2 separate regions of the Gossypium hirsutum genome follow, and region 2 is linked to region 1. Evidence: chromatin contacts called from public Hi-C data. All regions are on one chromosome and are shown on one strand. Each heading gives the region's core, a stretch centred on a gene start, on an enhancer-like site or on the middle of the called end of the contact. The rest is flanking DNA. Distances are from core to core; before and after follow the strand shown.

What was found. A called contact is a pair of places that touch in the nucleus more often than the background predicts.
Region 2: a Hi-C map of leaf shows a contact between it and region 1, with 1.7 times the contacts expected there. The contact joins the enhancer-like site here to the promoter of LOC107920360 in region 1. A contact is called at or near these places in 10 of 34 Hi-C or Micro-C datasets (anther, callus, hypocotyl and 2 more).

Annotation. Positions count from the first base shown.
Region 1 is chrD13:31,554,346-31,560,809 of Gossypium_hirsutum_v2.1, reverse strand. LOC107920360 (probable E3 ubiquitin-protein ligase ARI8) reads right to left here and starts at 3,354. Exons shown (of 15, transcript XM_016850039.2): 1 at 2,709-3,354. The coding sequence starts at 2,897.
Region 2 is chrD13:31,785,162-31,791,625 of Gossypium_hirsutum_v2.1, reverse strand. No RefSeq gene overlaps it. Among protein-coding and RNA genes, the nearest start is that of LOC107919910, 24 kb to the left of the region's middle. Within about 2 kb of position 2,510, at least 7 of the 9 cell types and tissues checked have an H3K27ac peak or open chromatin away from gene starts, as enhancers often do. A contact at or near this core is called in leaf, where this site is marked.

The sequences.
Region 1 (6,464 bases), core at 2,105-4,604:
CCGAGAGATAATTCAGTGGCATAAGCAGTTAGGACATCCATCATTTACTGTTGCCAAGATGTTTCCTACTTTGTTTTCAAGATCTCAGTTAGACTCTTTAGTTTATAATGCCTGTGAGGTTGCTAAGCATGCACGACATAGTTATCCTTTACGTAATAATAGTATTGTTCCTTCTGAGATTATTCATTCGGATGTTTGGGGCCCTACTCACCTTACTTCTTTATCTGGTAATCAATGGTTTGTCACATTTATTGACCATTCACTATTAGGTGAGTTTTCTTTACCTAAGTTTGCTACTGATTTAGAATTACCAATAGCCCAACGAAAAGGTGTTAGAACTTGCACTTTACATCTTATCTCTTAACTTTTTATCTTATGATTCCTTATCCCCATCCTAGAGTTTTTGCTTTGTCTTTGTTCTCTATGTCTATTCCACAAGATTTGAGAGATGTTATCACTGATCCAAGATGGAAGAAGGCTATGATTGAATAAATGAGGATTTTAGCAAAAAATGAGACGTGGGAACTGGTTAATCCTTCTGAGGGGCAAAAATAGTTGGCTACAAATCAGTGCCTACAATCAAGTATAAGGCTAATGGTTCAATTGAAAGACTCAAAGCCAAATTAGTAGTGCAAGGATTCGCTCAGACATGAAATAGATTATTAAGAAACATTTGCTCCAGTTGCTAAATTGAACACGATTAGAATCCTTTTATCATGTGCAACAAATCTCGATTGAGACTTGCAACAGCTTGATGTAAAGAATGCTTTCTTACATGTCAGATCAAAAGAGTGAATCTTTGTTTCCCAAAGAAAGTATGTCTTAGTTCTTCTCACAGAGACTGACATGTTAAGTTGCAAACCAGCAGAATCACTTATTGAGAATAATCACAAGTTACAAGTAGGGATTGATAAAATAGTGGATAAAGGGAGATATCAAAGACTCATTGGACAATTAATTTATCTCGCACATACTTAACCTAATATAGCCTATGCGGTTAGTTTGGTAAGCCAAATTATGCATGATCCTTGCAAAACTCATATGCAGGCAGTATTGCGAATTTTGTGCTATTTGAAGTCTGCATCGGGCAAAGGTATTCTCTTCTCCAAAAATAGTCATCTCAAGATAGAAGTATTTACAGATGCAAATTGGGCTGGCTCTCTTGATGATAGAAGGTCTACAACAGGTTATTTTACTCTTGTGGGAGAAAACTTAGTCACTTGGAGGAGCAATAAACAAAGTGTTGTGGCTCGATCAAGTGCAAAGGCTGAATAGAGGGCCATGGCTCAAGGTGTTTGTGAGATTTTATGGCTACAACAGGTATTGGAAGAGCTAAAATTGTTGAACGAAAATGGATCAACCTTGTACTGTGACAACAAAGCAGCCATCAGCATAGCTCAAAATCTAGTGCAACACGATAGAACCAAGCGCATCGAAATAGATCGTCATTTTATCAAGGAAAAAATAGTCAGTGGTGCCTTAAGTCTATCTTATCTAGCATCCGAAAAACAATCGGTAGATGTTTTTACTACAGGGATCAACTGTAAGACTTATATCATAATCTTCTTTACAAGTTGGGCATGCGAAACATCTATGCCCCAACTTGAGTGAGAGTGTTGAGAATCTTTTGATTATTTGATAGCATTAATTAGTATATTCAATCTTCATGTATGTAGAACTGTACATATTTCTAACAAATACATACTTTTGAGTGAGTTTTTCCTCAATACATTAGAGTATTCATCTCTAATTTCATCAGAGAATTTACTAGTTTAACAAACAAAGCAGGTAATGAGCAGCACCAAGCTGGATTTCAAATTGTATCAATAAAATAACCTTTACGAAATGGAACCCAGTATGGTTGCACTTTTTCATTATGTACAACACTAAATTGTAAAGTGTAAACATTACCTAAGGTGTAATGAATTGTGGAAGGAAAAACAAATAAGGTCCCTTTTTTCAGTAGCAATGAATATGCCACAAAGTTCTTTCCAAAAGTAAAATCATTTTGGTCTAGAGTTTGGCAGCACGATTTTGACTTAGAACTTTGATATGTTTATTCAACACCTAAAGAAACTAAAGTTGAAGATTCTTGGGAAAAACAAAAATCAAAAGGTTTGTGAAAACAGAAAGAAATGGAAAAGTTGGTAAGTTTTAGTGAACCGACAGGTCATGGAATCATTTTATTGTGCTATTTAATTTAATTTCCTTTTCATCCATTCTGTTCAGTACCAACCTTAGCACTGCACATAATCCAATGGTTCAGTATCTAGAAAAAGCTTCGAATAAATAAATCTTTTTACGGGTAAGATCAATTTTTTCCGACTTTAGGAACCAAAAAGCTTCAAAATCTTGTGTGTAATCTCAAAATTTTACGGAGAAAAAAAAAAGAAAAATGAAAATCAAGCATATTAAGGTAGTCAATGTTCGCAAGCATTACCTCCTAAAGATAATATAATTTGTTAAAAAAAAAAGGCAAGAGCAATTCAATAATCACGCAGAAAAAAAAAACAATTTAATTGGAATTAGAAAAGGTTCAAATTTGTACGAAATAATAATGCATGTGACAAGCATTTAACTCACATCAACAAATTACAACATAAGCCACAAAATTAATACTGAAAAAGGAAGGCATAAGTTTTAATTTCTAAAGGAAAAAATCAAAGCAAACAAAGCGAAACCCAAAGGGAAAAAAATGGAACAGATACCTGGTGACTATGAGAGACATAATCAACGGAATCATCAGAATCGTTGTCGATAAACTCGTAATCAGCGTCATCGGCGTCGGAATCATCGTAAGTAGGTATGGCTCCAGCATCATCGTCGCGGCCACTGTAGAAATCGTCTTCCCCCGACTCGTTGGCATCGTGCATATCGAAATCATCCTCCGACTCCATATTCCTGCTTCCTTTCTTCCTTTCTTCCTTCCTTCTTTAAATATATATAATCAAGGGAGAAATCAAAACAAAGCAAACCCTAGCAGGAATAGCCCGGATGGTGTGAGATCAATGAAGGATAAATTAGGTTGGAGAATGAGTGGCAGAGATGTAAATAAGGGGAGAGAAAATGTGTGAAACTAGGGAGGGAAAGGAAAAGCAGAAAGGAAATGGAAATCGAAAATAAAATCCAGAAACTTTAGTAAGTTAAATTCGTTTTGGCTTTTGATGGGGTGAACACTGGAGAATCAAGAAAAGAAAACAAAGGTGCAATTAATTTTATTTTATATAGTTAATTATATTTAGCAAAAATACAAATTTAGTAATTCTGGACCGAAAATTAAAACATGGATCTACAAAATCACACCATCACTACTATTTGGACCGAAATTGAAGGGAAACACGTTGCAAATTTTTAACGTCAAAAGTTTTTTTTTTTCAGAAAAGGAGCATAATCATATATTTAGGTTGAAACTGGATTTTTTTTAACACCAAATAATAAGATTAATTTAGCATTGTTTTCAAGAAATAGTTTTGAAACAAAAAAATATTTTATTTAGTAATATTTTTATCTTAAAAGTATTTTTTGTCCTAAAAGTATTTTTTAAAAGTAATGTTAAATTGATTCTAAGAAAGCATTAGCGAGCAAAAAGGAAGTTAAAAGACCATGCCATCTTTATATATGTGGATACAAAGATGTTTAAGTTTATATTTATAAATATAAGAAGTATATATAATATAAAACTCTACTTATAATAAACATTAGTCTTAACTACATCAAATTTATCTTGATTTTAATGGATATTTATTTAATAATAAAATATTCATAACACTCATGTCCATACCTTTTGAAAAAAATTAGTGAGGGAAAAAAAGTATATTTACTTCTGGTGCACATAACATGTTACTTCATTAAAAATTTTATCAGAAAAATCTAGTGGGACAAAACCTTGAAAAAGGAGTACAATGTGTATTTACTCCCCTCATGGCTACATCACATTATATCTCATATTTTATGTATTTCATCTTGAATATTAACTTTTCAAATGATCACTTGAACTAATTTACTAAACATTTATATTATTATTCTTTTGGAAGTCATAAGTGAGGAAGACTTTTTGAGACATATTTTAATCTATTCAGGAGTCCCAACAATAATCATAGCAAACTTTGATCATGATCCTTCTATACATGTATATCTTGGATCATTTTATAATCTTCTTTCAACTATTATACATTAAGTCAAGTTTACCACATATATTTAAATCATTTCAACTCATATAAAATTGATGCAAACATATTGAATAATTTCCTAGGAATTGTTATATGTTTCTAGCATTCTAAATCCTTCAAAGATTTAAATATAAACTTCATTGTATTGATTCGTATAAAAGGTTATAACAATAATCATAAGACCCATGTCAAATATTTCATAAACTATTAGACTTAATAATATATCTAAAGGTTATTGCATCAACCATAAAAGAATATTGTATCTTTTCATAATTTGTAACCCATTTTTATTTTGGTCAAGCTTTTCCATGTCTATATTTCTCGATAGATTTATTCAAAATCCTCATTTAGTTGATTCTCTCAATTATAATATCATTGCAGACAAAATCATTGTCAACAATTTTTCATATTTCAAGGTTCCAAATTTTCTTATATTGGCATAACTTAACAAGATCTTCTTATTTTCATTATTTCCATCTTCAAGTACATGAATCTCTTTGGGAGTTTTAAATTACTTATGTCTTAGGTCTATTTTGAAGCACCGCCTCCACTATATGAACATTTAGATTTATTATTTTCTTTTACAATAATTTTCATCTTTGGAACCAATTGAACTACCATGCGTTAGATATGCATTACTTTCATTTATTCTAACAAGTTATTCTATTGGGACTTGAATTCAAATCAAAACTTTAGCTAGTATATAACACTTGGTTTTCTTATCAGGCCAGTAAATACATCTAACAAATAACTTGTAATAAAGTGAATTATCTTTTTGAACTTCTGGTTCAAATTACTTTCTATGAGGATCTAGATAATGATAATTCGTTCTAAGTAATTTATTTCATCCAACTATTATTTACCTCCCCCTAATGTTGAGAAACTGTCAAATCAAAGTTGTAATCGCCAAATCATGTTAAAATTGAATCTTTAATTCATTCAAAACATTTAAAAATATAAGAAGATTCATAATTAATATATATTATCTACTTTATTTGAATACTCATTTTGGGCATTGCGGTGCCCCTTTATTCATTCATTGATTATTCTCTTTTGAGTTATTAAATTTCTTTCTGAGTATTCTTTTGAAGAATTTCTCTTGAGTTTTCTTTTAGAAGAGTTTTAACTATATTTTTAGATTGTAGGAATCATCTTCAAGCTTTTTCTTGCCAAAAAGTCTTTCTTTGAGGGAAAATTGGAGTTGTTTGAAAGGGGTTCTGGATTCATCTTATTTCCAAAGCTCTTAAGACTTTCTACACACTACTTTAATATTTTCCATCTTTTTTCTTTCTTTTCTATTTTTCTCCCGTTATGTTCTTTTTATTTTGAAGCTAATATTTGAATTTACTTAATTCCAAGTCTTGTTTCCATCAAAAGGGACATTCTCTTATCTTATCTCATCAAGAAACATCCTAAAAATAGTTCTTTGCTTTTCTTGTTGTTTGAACTCTTTTGTTACAGAATAGTTTTCTTTTGGCTTAAATCTTTATTCTACTAAATTGTTTTTGTTATTTTGTGTCAGATCTAATTGGAGACTTCTTTAGAGCCCAATAGTTGTTTATTCTCTTTCAAGAAATCTTATTCTACTCATTCTTGGACTCCTTTTGGCCACCCTTACCTTTCTTTTTTGTTGGGCTTCTTTTTTAATTGTTTTCATTCAATTTCTAATCTATTTTTGTTTCTTTTGTTTAGATCTTAATTTGATAGCCTATTCTTCATCAAGAATAACCCAAACCCCTCCAAATATCTAGTTATTCATTATTCTTGGCTAACCAAACATTCTCTTTAATCTTTCTTGTGATTTCATTCGGTTTTAGTCTGTATTCTTTAAATTTGTTCTAATTATTTGTTTTCACTTAATTGACAAGAACAAGAGTTTCCTTAACCGACTTGGATTCCTTCAAGAACCCTAGTTCTTAATTCGGTCTCCTTTTTTTTTATTATTTGATTTTATTAATGCCCTATCAATTCTAATTTGGATTGTTCGTATTTTAGGTTAAGTCAAACTCCAAGTTTCTTTCTGATAATCTAGAGCCCTAAGTCAAATCTGCGACTTTGACAAACTTGTTGTCCTATTCTGCACGTGTCACTATCATTTGGTATTAGTTTCTTGGGCGTTTTGGGTGTTCTTTGTGTTTTTACAAACTAATGTCTAGCAAAACAACCTCAAACTTGTTTTTTTACCCATTTTTTAGAAAAAAAAATATTTTTTTAGTGGATAAATGTTTTGCAAACAATCTAAAACATTTCATATTGATTCTTGGCATTCTTTTAGAATATTAAGAAAATATTTCC
Region 2 (6,464 bases), core at 1,261-3,760, 230 kb before region 1:
TGTTTGGAGGGGTACTTGAGATGTATGGTTGGGGAGAAGCCTTCAGCATGGGTGTCTTGGCTTTCATTGGCCGAATGGTGGTACAATACTACCTATCATTCCGCCATACAAACAACACCCTATGAGGCCCTTTATGGACAACCTCCTCCATTACATTTACCTTATGTGACAGGTGCTTCTCCAGTTGCTTCAGTCAATCGCACCTTGCAGCAGAGAGAAGTTATGCGACAGGCTCTCAAATTCCATCTTACTCGAGCTCAAGACCGAATGAAACAAATGGCGGATAAAAAACAAACTGAACGGGAATTCAAGGTGGGTGATCTCGTCTATTTGAAGCTACAACCCTATCGTCAACATTCTTTACGCCGGTTCAGGAATCAAAAGTTGGCACCTCGATATTTTAGACCTTTTCCTATGGAAGCTCGGGTAGGACATGTGGCATATAGGTTGGCATTACCACCGTCTGCTCGAATTCATCATACCTTCCATGTATCCCAGTTAAAAAAACACATTGGTTCTGCTGTGAGTGCTCCTTACCTTACCACCAATTGGTTTGGATGGCGGCCTTCTTAAGTTACCGGTTCGGGTGTTGGATCGACGTTTGGTCAAACAAGGGAATCAAGCTGCAGTGGAGGTCTTGGTCGAATGGGCGGTTACCTTCCCAGAGGATGCTTCGTGGGAGAAATTATTGGATCTTCAGTGTCAGTTTCCCACATTTGATCCTTGAGGGCAAGGATCTTTTCCAGATCGAGCAATTGTTATGGATCGTTAACGGTAATATCTTGGTTTAGATTTCTGTTAAGTCTGTTAAAATATTACTTAAGTAAACGCCGTATTTCATTAAAGGGCTTAGTGATACGGTGAGTTTTACATTGTCAAAACGGATGCGTTTTGTCTATCGCAGTAGCGGTTATTGAATTCCATATATGATTTGTAGCAGAATAGAGGAAAGGCATGCAATATTGAATCTGGTTTTCAGTCTCTTTTCTTCTCACAATTTTCTTCTCTCTAAATTCTTCTTTTCTATTCTCAATCCTAGTCCGATCTCGATTTATTCTTCAACAAGCTGCTCTCATAAAGGTACTAAAAACCAAGGCCATTAGGCTTGCTTGCTCTTTGGCTCATAGAAAATGATGATCTTCTATAATTATGGAATCTTATTGTAATGGCCCAAAATTTCTCAGTGTCGAAAGTTTACAAAGTACTAGAAATAAAAAATATTGAGTTGTTCTGGAAAGTTAGACTAAAATATTTCTAAGAATGAGTACTAGTTATCTTTATGACTCGATATAATTGAATTTTCATAATAATTATGACCCATACCTTTAGCTAATTTAGCTCTTAATACAGGATCGTTCAAGTCAGGTTTTTTTGTTATTAGGATAGGTTAATTTGTTTAGATCCATCCCCCAAAGGAACCGGACATGATAATTTTTCATCATCTGATTCAAGCAAAAGTCAATCGAATCAAATGGATACAAACGGATACTTATAAAATAAATCCATATTCTATATGTTATCTCCACATATATGAATGGTTCCATATGTAAGAAAAAAGGTACCTGATTCCATTTTACGGAGTTGCAATTATACATTCCAAGGAATTTCATTTTTTTAGGTAAATGCTCAATACCCAAGTAGGCGTACAAAGTTGATTGTGATCAAGTGCTTTATGGGTCGTATTAGGCCTTACGATTCACCTTTATCCCAAAAATATATCGAGATTTTTACATACAAAGGGTTTACTTGTTACTAATATAGTCTAGCCTTTGCTCTTCGCCTAGGTTTGGTAGTAAGGTAATTAGAACGTTTGAAAATGTGAAGTGATTAAATGATATGTAATTGTATGTATTGTTGACTTTATGATTATTGGTGTGTTTGGATGCTTAAAAATGCAATTGTTGCGTTGAAAGACGTAATTATGCTGCTACTTGTGTTTCAATTCAATGATGAGATGTTAATTGATTGAAAGTTCATGTTTTAGTTGCTAAAAAACCCTATTAAATGATTTGGAAAGTGTTTTGTAATGCCCTAAAATCTTTCGGTTTATCGTACGATGCTTTCTCGAATTAACAAAGAGGATTTGCGGAGGTTCAAGTGGATTGTATGAAGAAAGGTGCCAGTATATGAGTGCCCTTTATGGGACGTATATGAGAGCCCCTTTATCGGATGTATGAAAGTCCTTTATGGGACGTTTGAATGAAGGCAGGTCTATGACCATGGCCAGATCCAATGAGATCTACAAAGCAATTCACATTATGAATTCGCCTGACTTGCCTAGGTTGCATAATCATGGGAAAGTTCGCAAGTTAAAATCTTGTGTGAGAATATATATATGTATGTTGGCTCTTTGCATCCACAAAATTGGGATCCGCTTGATAAGTCCACCAAGAGAGGGTTATCTGGTTACGTGAGTCCATATGTGCAAGATAAGATAATCCATCAGGATTATCTTACAGGTATGATTCCGTAAATAGGGGATTCGCTCTTAAGAATTTGCCTACATGTTATCTGTTTCTAGAAGTGGACCACTATGGATGGGTTATCTATTATTATTGAGGTAGGATACGACGATTCACTAGATTGGTCTGTTTGATTAAGATGAGCTGATTTTCTTTCTTAACCCACAATAGGAGTCTTCTTTATGAATCTGCCAGTATGTTTTCGTAAAACATGAATATGCAGACTTGGGTCTAAATTAGGAATAGATAAGGACCGTAATACAAATCTGAGTTCATTAGGGCAAGTCGCTAACAGCAGTTCGCAACAAGGACTTTTCGCCAAAATCTAGCTTATTTGATTATCTGTAATTATTGGTGCAAGACACACTAAGGGGGATTATTTATGTAACATCCCAAATTTTTTGAGAGAATTAAGGAGTGAGTGCAGTAGTCTTTGAGACCTGAGTTTGAATCCCTTCTATTGCATATTGTTGAATTTTTTACAAAATTTTCTTCTTGCTCCTATTGTATTGCTATCCAACGTAGTAACCCTAGGGTTAAGTATACTTTTTTTTTAAATTTTCTGTACTTCTTCATTGTTCTCCTTTTGTAGCTACCATCCAACACCTCATCTTCCTTCTCTCTCAATATATTTTTTTTCCTTTCTCTTCTCCTTTCTTGAGTTACCCATACCCTAGTCTTTTGCACCCTCTTTACTGTCCACTTCTCCTCTACTGGTGGTGGTTTTTTGTTCATTTTCTTCAACTTCTTGCTGTCCTTTTTCCATTCATTTTCCAATCTTCATTTTTTTATTTTTACCACACGAAAACAACCCTCATTGCTTCCACAAAAAAATCACCATTGTCGCCCTTCTCCTCTTTGTGTAGGTGATGTTTATTTTCTCTTCCTTTTATTTCCATTTATTATTGATTTATTTCTGGAATTTTATGTTAATTTGTTGTTAAAAAATAGCCTCCTTTTAGCCTTATACATTCCCTAAAAATTTCCCAAGGCAGCACTCTAAACCACCGCCGTTGGGGGTGTTTCCCGTTCCTTAAAACCTCTATTGTGTCTGTCGATTTTTGTCCTTATTATACTGATATAACTCTGTTTCCATCCCCTTTTCCTTTATTTTTTCAAATTTAAAACAATCCCTAAGCAGCCCCTCTTTGTGCCGTCCATGGTGGTGTGCCTTAAACACCACTTTGGGGGTTGATGTTTTATCACTTTTGCCACCCTTTTCTAGCTAGGAAAATATTGTCACTCGACTCATATAATCAGTTTTTAATCATGTTTTTATAATTTTTAGGCGAAGTCGTTTCCCTTCATTTGGTGACACGAAAGTAGTTAACGAGTAGCGTAAGTGCAGAATTTAGCGAAAGCTAGTATTGTATTAATTTCGCTTAAAGCTGATGTTTTGGCCAGATATTTCTAAGGCCTTTTAGTAAAGTTTAATTACTGATTTTTTTTTATAAAATTGATCATAGGTACTGATTGTAACATCCCAGACCAGCAGCAAAATCGGAACCTAATCGCACTCTCGCTAAGCGTTGTTTTAGTGTAAGATTGATCATTTTTTTGAATTTGAAAATTCGTTATTGAAATATTGCCTTGTCTAAACCCTTAGGAATGTTTCAAGGCTGGTCATAAGTGTAAGATGAATGTTTTAATGATTTTTTTTAAATCAACGATCGTTTAAGGTGCGAAAGTGTGGCTCTTTACAGCGTAATGCTGCGAGTTGCGAATTAAGGTGTGAGTCCAAAGTTTAAATAATTGTTTGTAATACATTAAAATATATGTTGAATTGGTAAATATTGCTTGCTGGTAGGACATGGCCGAGTGGCCAAATAAGAATATTGAACCGTGCCGAGCATGGTACGTTATTTACAATTTATCGAGAGATAAGCCTTATCAAATTTGCATGAATGCACATTTGGTGTGTCTGATTAATTTGTTGCATGCTTGATATTGATATACTTTGTAATGACATGATATGGATTGTTATTGTTTACTGGGTACTTGAATAGCATGCAACTCATTGAGTCATTGTTTGATTGCATATTAAGTGTGTTTGATTGCGACGCCATTTCATCGATTGACTGAAGGCTTGCAATCCATGTACTAAAACTGTTACCATAAGCATGTTAGGCACGCCATTAAACTGAATATGTTACTATGAGCATGTTTAACCATGCCATTGAATTGAATATGTTACCGTAAGCATGTAAAACATGTCATTGTACTAAAATCAAACTGAAAGCATGATTTTGCTCAATGATTGTATGTCTTATTGCATATGCATGAGGTGGGTTCTTGTGGTTGATGGAGGAGTTTCGTGGAGTACCGACGACAGTTAAATTTCGCAATGTTGTTGTCAGTGCACTGCACTGGGAGTACCGAAGAGATTGGAAATTTTGTCGCATTATTGGCAGCTTGTTTGCATTGTTGCTGGCTTGTCCACACTATTGGTAGTTTCACGGCATTTACCATTATTGGTGGCTTGTCCACGAAATTGACTGCTTGTCTGCATATTTATTGGCAGTTTATCTGCATATTTATTAGCAGTTTATCTGTACTACTGTACTGGTGGTTTATCCACATCGAGCTTTGGCTTGCATTGTTTGGTGTTTGGCAAACAGGTCTTGGAGAACTCGTGGTGTGTAGCAGATGGATGGGTAGGAACCTTTTTGCATTGCATCATGCTCATGACATTTTCGTACGTTTATTGAAATTTTCCTTGTATTGTACTGTATTATAATGAAATTTTTGATTGATTATATTTATATTGATTCACACTGAGCTATTTTAAGCTCACCTCTTAGTCTTAACTTCTTAGGTAATGATCGAGACTAGGATCAGACCCGACATGTGGACGTATCATGGACTTCGGACTATTTTTACTATTAATAATTTTGAATAAGTATTTATTCAGTTTTTGGACTGTAAAGTATTATTTTTGGCTCTGGTTTGTGGTTTTCGGATTTGGGTTTTATGCATGCATTATTTAAACACATCGACTATATATGTTAATTAGAAAATGCATGTTACTCAACCTAATTAAAGTCTGACATGTATAGTGTTTTTTCGCTGCCTTGAAAGATAATGAAATTTTGCAAAACAAAGTAAGAAGCAACGAGTTTCTAGAAACATCACTATCAATAATAAAAAATGAGACTTAAGAATGGATGGCTTAATAAAATCTGTATTATGGTATTTCATGTATGAAATCTCATAGTGAAAGCTTTATGTGTGCAAGGCTTTGTATAATCGAACATGAAATATTCTGTTTTCAAGTCATCCGTAATAGATTAAAGGCAATCGAGTAAGATGAGTTGTCTTCCGGAATGCGCAAATAATTAAGCAGTGGTGTCTTTGAGGATAATGCACCAAATATAAGTGTGCCAGTTTGTATGATGTAAATACTACACTAATGATATTGGCAAATCGTCCTAGTACATATAGTTAGACTTAAATTCTATATCATGAAACGCCCGCTTGTGCATCGCATCGCGCTCATGACATATTCGTATGTTTATTGAAATTTGCCTTGTACTGCATATACTGTAATGAAATTGTAATTGATTATATTGATATTGATTCACAATGAGCTATTTCAAGCTCATCCCCTAGTCTTAACTTCTTAGGTAATGATCAAGATTAGGATCAGACCCGACATGCGAATGTGTCATGGACTTCGGACTATTTTTACTATTAACAATTTTTAATAAGTATTAATTCGATTTTTGGACTGTAAAGTATTATTTTTTACTATGGTTTGTGGTTTTCGAATTTGGGTTTTATGCATGCATGTTACTCAACCTAATTAAAATTTGATATGTATAGTGTTTTTCCGCAACTTTGAAAGATGAAGAAATTTTGTAAAATAAAGTGACAAACAACTAGTTTCTAGGAACATCACTATCAATAGATCAATTCTAACCTAAACACTAAAAGATCTAATTAGTACTTTAAATTAGTTATACTACGAAAACATAAAATAAATGATTTTTAGGGTTTTAACAA